Regions from separate parts of the Mus musculus genome. Here region 1 is linked to region 2. Evidence: chromatin contacts called from public HiChIP or PLAC-seq data. All regions are on one chromosome and are shown on one strand. Each heading gives the region's core, a stretch centred on a gene start, on an enhancer-like site or on the middle of the called end of the contact. The rest is flanking DNA. Distances are from core to core; before and after follow the strand shown.

Region 1 (5,226 bases), core at 731-3,230, 530 kb after region 2:
GTGAGAGCTTCCTGGCTCTTAGAACAGACACCAGGGGTCAGAAGAAGGTGGTTCACACCGAGTCCACACAGGAAAACCACTGGCTGGTACTTCTGAAATGTTCCTGGGATGCCTGCCTAGATCCCTAATGCCATCTACCAAAGCGGGAGTAACCACTATCTTTTCCCTCATACAAGACTGATGGAAACAAGGAGGGCCACCCCAATAGCCACGGCTTCATGCCGGCTCCCTAGTAAGGACTTTCTGCCACTGCAGGTTGAAAATCCAGGTTTAAACCTGTTAAGTATATGATGCTCAGTGCACTGCCTCTGTGATGAATGAGTGTGTGCTATGATGTTAAATTTATACAAGTCCAAGTATCCAGCTCAGCCCAGGGGTGCTCACTACTTCAAAAGTTCAAGGTCTGTGTTAGTACCAGGGAAGAATAAATGCACTTCACTTCAGAAGTTCAAGGTCTGTGTTCACCAAAGGCTCTGCACAGCTTCATTGTCTTTCTTCATGCAAACAACATAAAGGCTTTCCTGAAGCTTGAAAAGATTTCAAAGAAACCGTAGTGAAACCTGGTCGCATCTATTTGCTTGCCCTAGTCAAGTCTAAGTGAACAAGCGGCTGAGAGATTGAAGACTTTGGTTTACTTAGGTATTGCCAATTTAGAAAGCAAACATTCCTGCAAGCAAGTGTTTAACTGACAACTAAACCAAATAGAAAATAAAGGGGGAAAAAAAAAACCAAACAAACAAGGCACACAGCTGGTGCCTGAGTTTTCAAAGATATGGAGACTGATGCAAAACTCTATGTCCAATTCTGAGAATTAGCAAGTCTATCAGGATCTATCCACCAGTCTTACAGACTTTTAGGACTCCTATAATTTCAATACCCATAGTGAATGGAGTCAACCTTATAACTTGAACGAGTATTTATATAAGCTGCAGGACCTTATTCCACTGCATTAGCTCAGAATAAGTTGGAAGAAATGTCATCAAGTTGCTGTCCAAGATCTTGGATCTACGATGCAAGAATTAAAATGCAATCACTATTATACCCAATGAAACGGCCAAGCCAAAACTTTCCCTTTTGCTTCCGGGCTTAATAGAACGCTTCAGTGTAAATACCAAAGCTGTTAAAAGTTCTTAATAAGATCCTTGAACACAGGGGATTGTAATATTTTAACAGTATGCTTCAGAGCTTATGGACAGTAGGGCTTAAAAGTGGTACGTATTTTCTTGTGTGACAAACTGTTTCTTCTGGCTTAAGTTTTAGTTTAGGAAAACTCCACATGTAACATTTTAAGGGGTGCCGCACATTTCTGTTTGAGAGAAAACTGCTGAACTTCACGGTCACGACCACACTGTCAGCTGAGTCTACGAAAAATGGATTCGGCGGGCAAGTTAACAGGTTTCCGAGACTCAACTTCGCATAAAACCATAGGGGGAAGAGTCACCTCGGCATTGACATCGCCTAGAAAGCCCTGCGTTTCCCATTTTTGACCTCCTTCGGATGTGGGAGATGCCTGTCACTGTTGAGGCCGGTCGCGAACTCTCGGGGACCGGGGACCGACGATCTCCCGGGCGCACCTGGCTCGGGGATGGCTGCGGGAACGTCGGGCCGCGCGCACTAGCCGCCGGGGTAGCTGTCACCGGCCGTGGGGACATGGGAGCCACCGGAGCCGCGGCCGCTCCGCGCGCAGAGGGAAGGCGCTGGCGTCCCCGCCACCACAGCCCGGTCGGCCCCTCGGTAGCCCGCCGCGGCCTAGTGCCGCCCGCCCGCCCGCTCGCTCGCTCGCCTCACCTGCGCGGCCGCGGCGCTTCTCCCGCCGCCGGTCGCTCTCGTAGAAGCCCAGCGTCTCGGTGTGTTGGGGCGCGGGCCCATGGCCGCCACCACCCGGCTGCTCCGCCTCGCCGCGGCCGGTCCGCTCGGGGCCGTCCGCGCCGCCACCGCCGCCTTCTCCCGGGGCGGCCGCGTCGCAGACGCCCGCCATGTTCCGAGAGCCACACACTGTCCCCGCCACCTCCCTCCAGCCGCCCGCCCGGCCTCCGCCTCCCGCCGGCCCCCTCGCCGCCTCGCCCCGCCCCTCGCCCGGGCAGCCGCCATCCGTAGCCCGCCGGCCGGCGCGCGCCATTGGCGTCAGCGGCGCGTGGGAGGCCGCGGTGGCCGCCGCCACGGCCGCCGCCATCTTCTTCCTGCCGTCGCCGTGGCGCGCGGCGGGCTCTGCGGACCGGGGCGCCGCGCCGGGCTCCATGCCGCCGGGTCGCGCGGTGGGGGACGGTGGGCGGCAGCGGGGCTCGGCGTGGTTGTCCGCGCGGCCGGAGCCCCTTGTGCCCGTGCGGTGGCCGGAGTGCGCCGGCGCGACCCGCCTGGCCTTGGCTGCACGGCGACTGGGGCCGGGCTCCAGCTCTGTGGCTCCCGCCGGCGCCGACCCGGTGGCTCTGCTGTCTTGGCTGCATCTCTCCTGCATATTTATGATCGTCTGTCACATTCCCTGTCCGTGGACAGTGTCCAAAGCCTAGCTCGGGGGAGCGTGCCAACAGGTGGGGGACTCGGCCCGACGGGCAAAGTGCTCGATGCGCCTAAAGCGCCGGGGACATTCTGGGTTGCCTTTCGGGAATAGGGTTATGTGACTGCGGGTGGCAGCCAAGGCGGCCTGGTTCTGTCAGATTGTCACCGCTTGCCGTGAGACTTGTGACCCTTACCCCCTCACTGGTAGTCACGGATAGCCGCGCTGAGACCAACGGATGCTCGCTGGGTGCAAATGAATCCGCCTCAGCCTTGGAAGACCTTCACCTGGGATTCCTACATTCTTGCTGTGCGCTCCTGTAACGCACGCGGTGGCCCCTGGATTGCCTTCATGCCCACTTCGGAATTAACCTGCATTGTGGCAACTTTTTAAATGAGTAGAAGCATAGCAAATACCTCTTCACTCTCTAAACTGCCCTACACTTAAGCCGAGAAGCGATGGAGCAGGCCTAGAACATCCAGGAGAGCCTTAGAGATGGAAAGCTAGATACCCGATTGCAAACTCCGCAACTTTTCTGTACTGTACTGCAGCAAGGCCATTTGACAGTAGGGCGGGATGAAGGGATAGGAGGGTTAAAGAGGAACTTGCAAAGTCCAAGAAATCCCAATCCCAATTCAATGTAAACTTTACATTGTGGAAAACCAAACACTGCAGAGAATATTATTTAAAGTCAGTTTGGTTTTATTTGGTAAAACTGGATCTTAAAAACAGTGCCCTTGACAAAGCTCCAGCATCATGAAAATCAAAAGACACAGAGTTTTATATACTGTAAGGTTTCCTCCAACCTAAGTTTATTATCTGTGTTCCAAATCTTAAATAGTCAAAGAAGGGAGAGGGGCCCTGTCAGGGTTGCTATTTAAAAACTCCTGTTTTAAAATGATATTGCTAGAAACCTAAGACTATGTCTTTCCTTTATAAAGATTATATTTGGTTGCTATTTATATGTTCCTCAGAGATTTTCCTGGTTCGATACTATCAAACCCCAAAATAAGGAAGCATCCAGAAAGCTTGAAGTTAGGTTACAAATAACCTTAAGATGCAAACACCTTACATAGTACAGAACGTTTAGTTTTGTGACTTTGGCATGGATATATTATAGGGCAAAAGGGTACTATTTCTCTTTTGTGACAAGCTGGAATACTTTATGATGTTTTTAGTTTGCCACTATTAAGTGAATTAATCTCTTGATAGCACATGCAGCATATCTTTTAACCCTAGGTTGTTTGAAATGAGTGCCTCTCACTTTTCTTGAGTAAAAACAAAAACAAAATAAACAAAAACTCTAATGAAAACATCCGTCATTGTGGAAAGACCTGGACTCTCTGACTTTCAGTGTTTGACCAAATGAGCAGAGGTGAGCCTCTTTCTGCTCTATTTCCCCTACCATGAAATCACATTTGGGCCAGACTGCAAGGACCTCTTAAACCATCACAACTATGCCAAAGTGTATGCATTCCCCATTTTAGATCCTTGTGCAATGTAGTTTAAAAAGCTAGATTAGCCTGTTGATATTATCAAGATTTATAGGAAATGTATGAAATCCTTAACTAGAGTCACTTTGTACCTGGTCTAAAACTTGAAAAAAAGAAATGAAAGCACAATAACTGTACTGATAACACATCAAAGATTTCCATAGCTCTATGTGCCCTCTTTCTTTTCTCTGCACTCCTTTATTTGTTGATGTGGGAGAACTAACTGGTGGATGTAGGCTGGACTTCTGGGCTCTAAGCTGTGGTTTGCTACTCCAGCCTCAGGTTCTCCAGGAGCAAGCAAGCTTCTAAGATTATTCCAGTGAGTGTTCCAAAGGACACTACTCCCCGGTGTTATTTGAGGGTGGCTGAAATGTTAGGACTGGAAGAGATGGCTGGAGTGTGTTTCAGTCATGTAGCTGCAGAGGCAGAAGTCACATGGCTAGTGAAGCCCGTGGGACTCCACCAGAAATCTGCTCTGACGATGCATGGCTTCTGTTTCGGGCAACATGGAAGTCAGTATTTCCTTCTGAAGCTGTAGCCCTGAGTTTAATTCATTTGCTGTTTTATCTTCAGAGAAAAAGTTGTATATTTCTTGGTGGTGATGATACTTTTTTTTTAAAGATTTATTTTATGTGGATATGGGTGTTTTGCCTGTGTGCATGTATGTGTGGTATGTGCCTGGAGCCCAGAAGAGGACATTGGATCCCCTAAAACGAGAATTAACAGATGGTTGTAAGCTATTATGTGGGTGCTAGAAACTGAACCCAGGATTTCTGCAAGAGTTTTTCACTGCTGAGCCACCTCTCCTGCTTTTGAATGTTTGTTTGTTTTGGAGGTAAAGTTTCACTTAGGCCAGATTGGCCTTAAACTCAATGATCCTCCAACCTCATCCTCCCAAGTGCTGGTATTATAGATACGCTTAAGAGTTGAGGCCTTTTTTAAAAAATCTAAACAGCTTCACTGTAAGGTTAGAAATAAAAATATACTATTGTGTCTATAGTAAGGCTTGCAGCGAATTGGTGGGGGTTCATTGTATTTCTGGGCTTCAGTAGTGTCTTCTACCTTTGCCAATCTTTTCTCCCCCTATAACTGAGTCTCATGGTGTTTTATCCTCTCTGGGTTTGCTCCATAGAAATTAACTTTGTTTATTTTTAGAAGAAATAACCCCACTGAATATGCCTTTGATTGTAATATGCCCATTTCAACTTAACAGTAACCAGCAAAATCTTATTCCTATGT
Region 2 (4,717 bases), core at 920-3,419:
ACCGAAGTCAAGGGATCGGATTGTCAATTGCACCAAGAGAAAAACTGGCCAAGAGAATGCAATTAGGATGTGAGATGGGAAGAATCTCACTGGCTGTCACATTGATGAAGAAAGAAAATGTGATAGATACACACAGTGAATGTGTTTGTCAGCTTTCCTGCACTCTAACAGAATGTCTGAAGTAGTCAGCTTAAGAGGAGAAAGCTAGGCATGGTAGCAGATAGCACACTCTTTTAATCCCAGCACTTAGGAGGCAGAGGCAGGCAGATCTCTGTGAATGTAAGACCAGCCTGGTCTACAGAGCTAATTCCAGGTCAACAAGGGCTACAGAGAGAGACCCTGCCTCAAACAACTGCAAAAATGTTGTACCAAGGTATATCCAGAAAAGTCTTTCTATTCCACTCTTGGACTCAGCCATCTCTTGGGCTAAATGGCTTCTCTTGGGCCCTGGCTTTGCTTTATCAGATGATAGAAATAAAGTCCCACTACTGGATCAGGAGTCAGCAATCTTTTGGGCCTTTAAAGGACTCTTGGTGATCACACTGAGAGCTCCGACGCTGATGCTCGCTCGGCCCAACAGGAATCAACTACCACTCAATAAACCATCAATTCCAGTGATAGATGTGTGTTGCTTAAAAGCAGAATAGTGTGCAGCTTCTGAATTGAGATGCGGTTACCAATGACAAAGGAGTAAAAACAGATGTACAAACACACACTTAACCTACAAATAAACTATGCAATTTAACATATTTTAGGAGAGGACCAATCCAAATCTAAAACTTAAAAATACCAAGTAGAACAAAACATAATAGAGACATGAAGTTTTCCCAATGACAGTAGCACAATGGGCTGGTCACTGGGGACCAGCTCAGTAGTCACTGGGCTGCTTCCTTCCACCGAGCCCGTCTGTGTTGTTCTGTCTTTAACTGGCAGTCTGACATATACTGTATTGTACTTAGTTTTTGGAATGCAACAGGTGCCATGTCCAAAGTTGCCCTTAGTCTTTGTGGCCCATTTGAGGAGACAGAAAAGGAGCCAGGGGCTAACAGTACAGTGTTGGGAGTGGACTGCCTGCTATGCCAGTGTGAGGAAATTGCAAGGAGTCCATCTTCCTTTCTTGGTTAAACTTAGCACTTGGCCTTCCTGTTCTTCTTCCCAATTTTTTTTATAGAAGGTCTGTATTTGTTGCAAAACCCAGTGAAAACTTATAAAACTGCAGGGGGAGGCATAGGAAGCACAGTCAAAGACTGGGACATGGGCTAGGGGCTGGAGGAGTCTCAGTCCCTCTCCCCCCCTCCTCCCTCTTTCCCTCCCTCCCTCATTCCTCTCCTTCTCTCTCTCCCTCTTTCTTCTTATTCTTTTCACCTTTTGCTTGATTCTGCATATGTTGGGACAGGTGTGTGTGTGTGTGTGTGTGTGTGTGTGTGTGTGTGTGTCTGAGAGAGAGAGAGAGAGAGAGAGAGAGAGAGAGAGAGAGAGAGAGAGACCCTTGATGGACTAGCTCATAGCTCTAGAGGAAAACGATAATATCCATCCCCCATCTCCCTCTGCCAATACTAAGACGAATAACAGTCAGTTGTAAAGGAATCCTATATCCACCCAGGCCATAACCCAGGAGATATGGCATGGTCCCTGGAAAGGGAAAGTGAGAATGGTCTCCAGGAAGACCTGGAGGAGAAGACGGGGCATCTGCCTGAGGCATAACACTTGAATGAGCTTTGTTATTATTTCCTCAGGACCATGTAGAAACTTATTTTCTATCCTGTCGTTGATACATAGGTATAGACATCTCTTTGAGCATCTGCTGAGAATACCAGTAGATCGTCCACCAATGCTTCCTCTTACAGCCTTGCGTTTTAGTTTTCAAATAAAGAATGAGGAGTCATGTCAACTTCACAACTTGAAATACACTTGGAAATACTCTCTCTCCTTGGGAGAACTCACTGCCATTTCTTCCATGACAGTTCTCTGTCTCTAAGAAATGTAAGCAGATGGAAGAAGAGGAGACCCTGGGTTCTTTCTCCCTGACATGTTAGGCTTGGGCATTCTGAACGTCTGAGCTTAGCACTGAAGGTAGAGAGACCAGCAGCAGTTACTGGAGGGTGAGCTCATCCTGTGCTGGGAGAGGAAGGCTTGGTAAAAAGTGCCCCAGGCAACATTGGGAGTGCAGAGCAACACTCTACCACAGGCGCTTACTCATCCGAGCACACAGGCTGGAGCCTGAGAACCACACCCTGGGTGACTATAAGTCTGGAAACTCCCATGGAGAAGGGAGAGTGGGGCAGAACTCAGCCAGAGAGGAAACTCCCGTCACACCTAAGGTTGACATTTAATTATCCATGTTTTGCTACACTGAAGTTTTTTTTTTTTAATTAATGCAGAGTATCTGAGTGGTCATAGGAATATGTGAATTTAATTGCCACCTCTCATTTCCATACATTTTTTTTCCAGATTAATAGACTGTTAATGTAGTAGTCACTGACTAAAGTTGGGAGGGACTGCTTTAAGACCAGTTGCTCAATTCTTTTACTGGAAAGAGCTTTGGAAGCTATTTGTGTTAACTAGAAAATTACAAGATGGCATAGCACAAATGGTTTATTTGCAAGTTATGAGGCTAAATGGATGATGTAAAACCCCAAGACAGAACTGACGCCCCCACTCTGCATCATCTCTGGGGAGCATGGTCAGTACTCTCTACATTTAATGCTTTTGCATGTCTCAGGTAGGGATGCTGGATTGGAACCCTGATCTTGTATGTCTTCAGGTTTCTCTGTATCTTCATCTGTAGAAATGGTAGCCTGAGGAGAAATGTTTAGTTAGCCTTTGTCCATCGTGTGAAACCTTGTTGCACTCTGCATGCAACATCCTCTTTATTCAACAATGGCTGGAGGGTGTCTGCAGTCCACTGAAGTTCAAAATCAAGTTGCAGCCAATTTAAAGGAGAAAAAAAAAAAAAAACCCTTACCTGGTGGGAATGTGCTTGGAATGTGCAGAAGAGGAGATTCTGGCATTAGAGAGCCATGATTAGAGTGTTATTATTCCACAGCTGACGAAGAAGGGAAGGAACTCTACACTTTTATCGTATCTGTGTATGTATGTCTGTGTGTGTGTGTCTGTGTGTGTGTCTGTGTGTGTGTCTGTGTGTCTGTGTGTGTGTGTCTGTCTGTGTGTGTGTCTGTGTGTGTGTCTGTGTGTGTGTGTGTGTGGATGTGTGTGTGTGTGTCTGTGTGTGTGTGTCTGTGTGTGTGTGTGTCTCTGTGTGTCTGTGTGTGTGTGTGTCTGTGTGTGTCTGTGTGTGTGTGTCTGTGTACGTCTCTGTGTGTATCTCTGTGTGTGTGTGTGTGTGTGTGTGTGTGTGTGTGTGTGTGTGTGTGCATGGAAATATCTCATTTGTTTAGTAGAGTGTCTGGCCTTGAAGTTATTATTGTCGACATAGTTTTCTGTATTTGTACTTCTGGTAAAGCATGCTCATATGAGCCTTCACTTGGTGGTAAAATTCGTTGTACTCTTGTTTCTTTGTACAAGAATTCAAAGAAAGCATATACGAGTTTTGCCCAGTCAATTTTTACCCAGTCAGTTCTACAAGGTTCTCCTAGATGAGCAAACACACACACTATTGATGCATACTTAGAATTAATGGCTCCTATGGGACCTAATATGGTGTGTCCTATATTTAATTACTGAAACATTCAGATTCTCCTCTAAAATGACATTTAGCTTGTCTTTTATTTATTTTTGACAATGTTCAACATGCATGCAATGAATTATGCCCACACTTATCTCTGTTACCCTGCCTTGTCTCACTCCTGAATACCCCTACTTCCTCCCACCCAGTCCTCCTCATTCTTTTATCAGACTTTTTTGTTTTGTTTTGTTTTGTTTTGTTTTTGGTTTGGTTTGGATTGGTTTGGTTTGGTTTGGTTTGGTTTGGTTTGGTTTTGGTTTTGGTTTTTCGAGACAGGGTTTCTCTGTATAGCCCTGGCTATCCTGGAACTCACTCTGTAGATCAGGCTGGCCTCGAACTCAGAAATCCGCCTGCCTCTGCCTCCCAAGTGCTGGGATTAAAGGCATGCGCCACAACTGCCCTGTGAAAATATACTCTTATAAACATTCCCCAATGGCAACACTTGCTTTTTTTACTCTGTCTTAAAGCAGCACTCTCTGGTGGCAGTCTGTCTCTAACCAGGAGAGGAATATAAGCACAAAATCTGTGATGCTCCCTGCTTCAGTAAACAGTAATGATTGATGGGGAAGATTTTGAAGAGGTTTTAGATGAAAAACAGTCTTAGTTGTTACACTGCACACCAAAGAATTCCCTTCCCATTTCTGCATGTGGGGCTCAGTTTTCCCCCACCTCTCCCTACATTATTCAACATGCTACAGATTTTTAAATCTTAGTTACAACAGAGGGTATCTGTGATCCAAATGCTCCAGGCCATCAGCAGCAAAACACAAGACTTTAAGAAACAAGGAAGTCTAAAGGGAAAAGATTCATGATAGCTTTTATCTGACAGCCTTTCCTTTGAGGACAAGACTCACACTCCGCTCTCTTTGGCAGGCAGAGAAGTATGTCCACAGTAGACAGCATATGATTGGATCTGGAGACCCTCCAGGAAATTTCCAACTGGACATCGATATTTCTGGCTTAATCTTCACTCATCACCCCTGTTTTAGCCGAGAGCATGTCTTGGCATCAAAGCTGGCCCAGTTGTATGAC

The links. HiChIP or PLAC-seq counts read pairs in DNA pulled down with a chosen protein or histone mark.
Region 1: a contact with region 2 is called in a FOXA1 HiChIP or PLAC-seq map of pancreatic cancer cells. The contact joins the promoter of Tapt1 here to the enhancer-like site in region 2. A contact is called at or near these places in 3 of 39 promoter capture datasets (the 3T3-L1 cell line, frontonasal cranial neural crest and hippocampal neurons), 8 of 115 datasets of contacts at active chromatin or transcription factors (the 230-238 cell line, bone marrow-derived macrophages, embryonic limb bud and 4 more) and 1 of 9 other capture datasets (embryonic stem cells).

The regions. Positions count from the first base shown.
Region 1 is chr5:44,224,626-44,229,851 of GRCm38.p6, forward strand. It overlaps Tapt1 (transmembrane anterior posterior transformation 1), which reads right to left and starts at 1,981. Exons shown (of 14, transcript NM_173764.3): 1 at 1,789-1,981. The coding sequence starts at 1,978.
Region 2 is chr5:43,690,527-43,695,243 of GRCm38.p6, forward strand. Cc2d2a (coiled-coil and C2 domain containing 2A) reads left to right here. Exons shown (of 38, transcript NM_001359906.1): 13 at 4,559-4,717. Among named protein-coding and RNA genes, the nearest start is that of Gm35762, 21 kb to the left of the region's middle. Within about 2 kb of position 2,170, at least 81 of the 459 cell types and tissues checked have an H3K27ac peak or open chromatin away from gene starts, as enhancers often do. A contact at or near this core is called in pancreatic cancer cells, where this site is marked.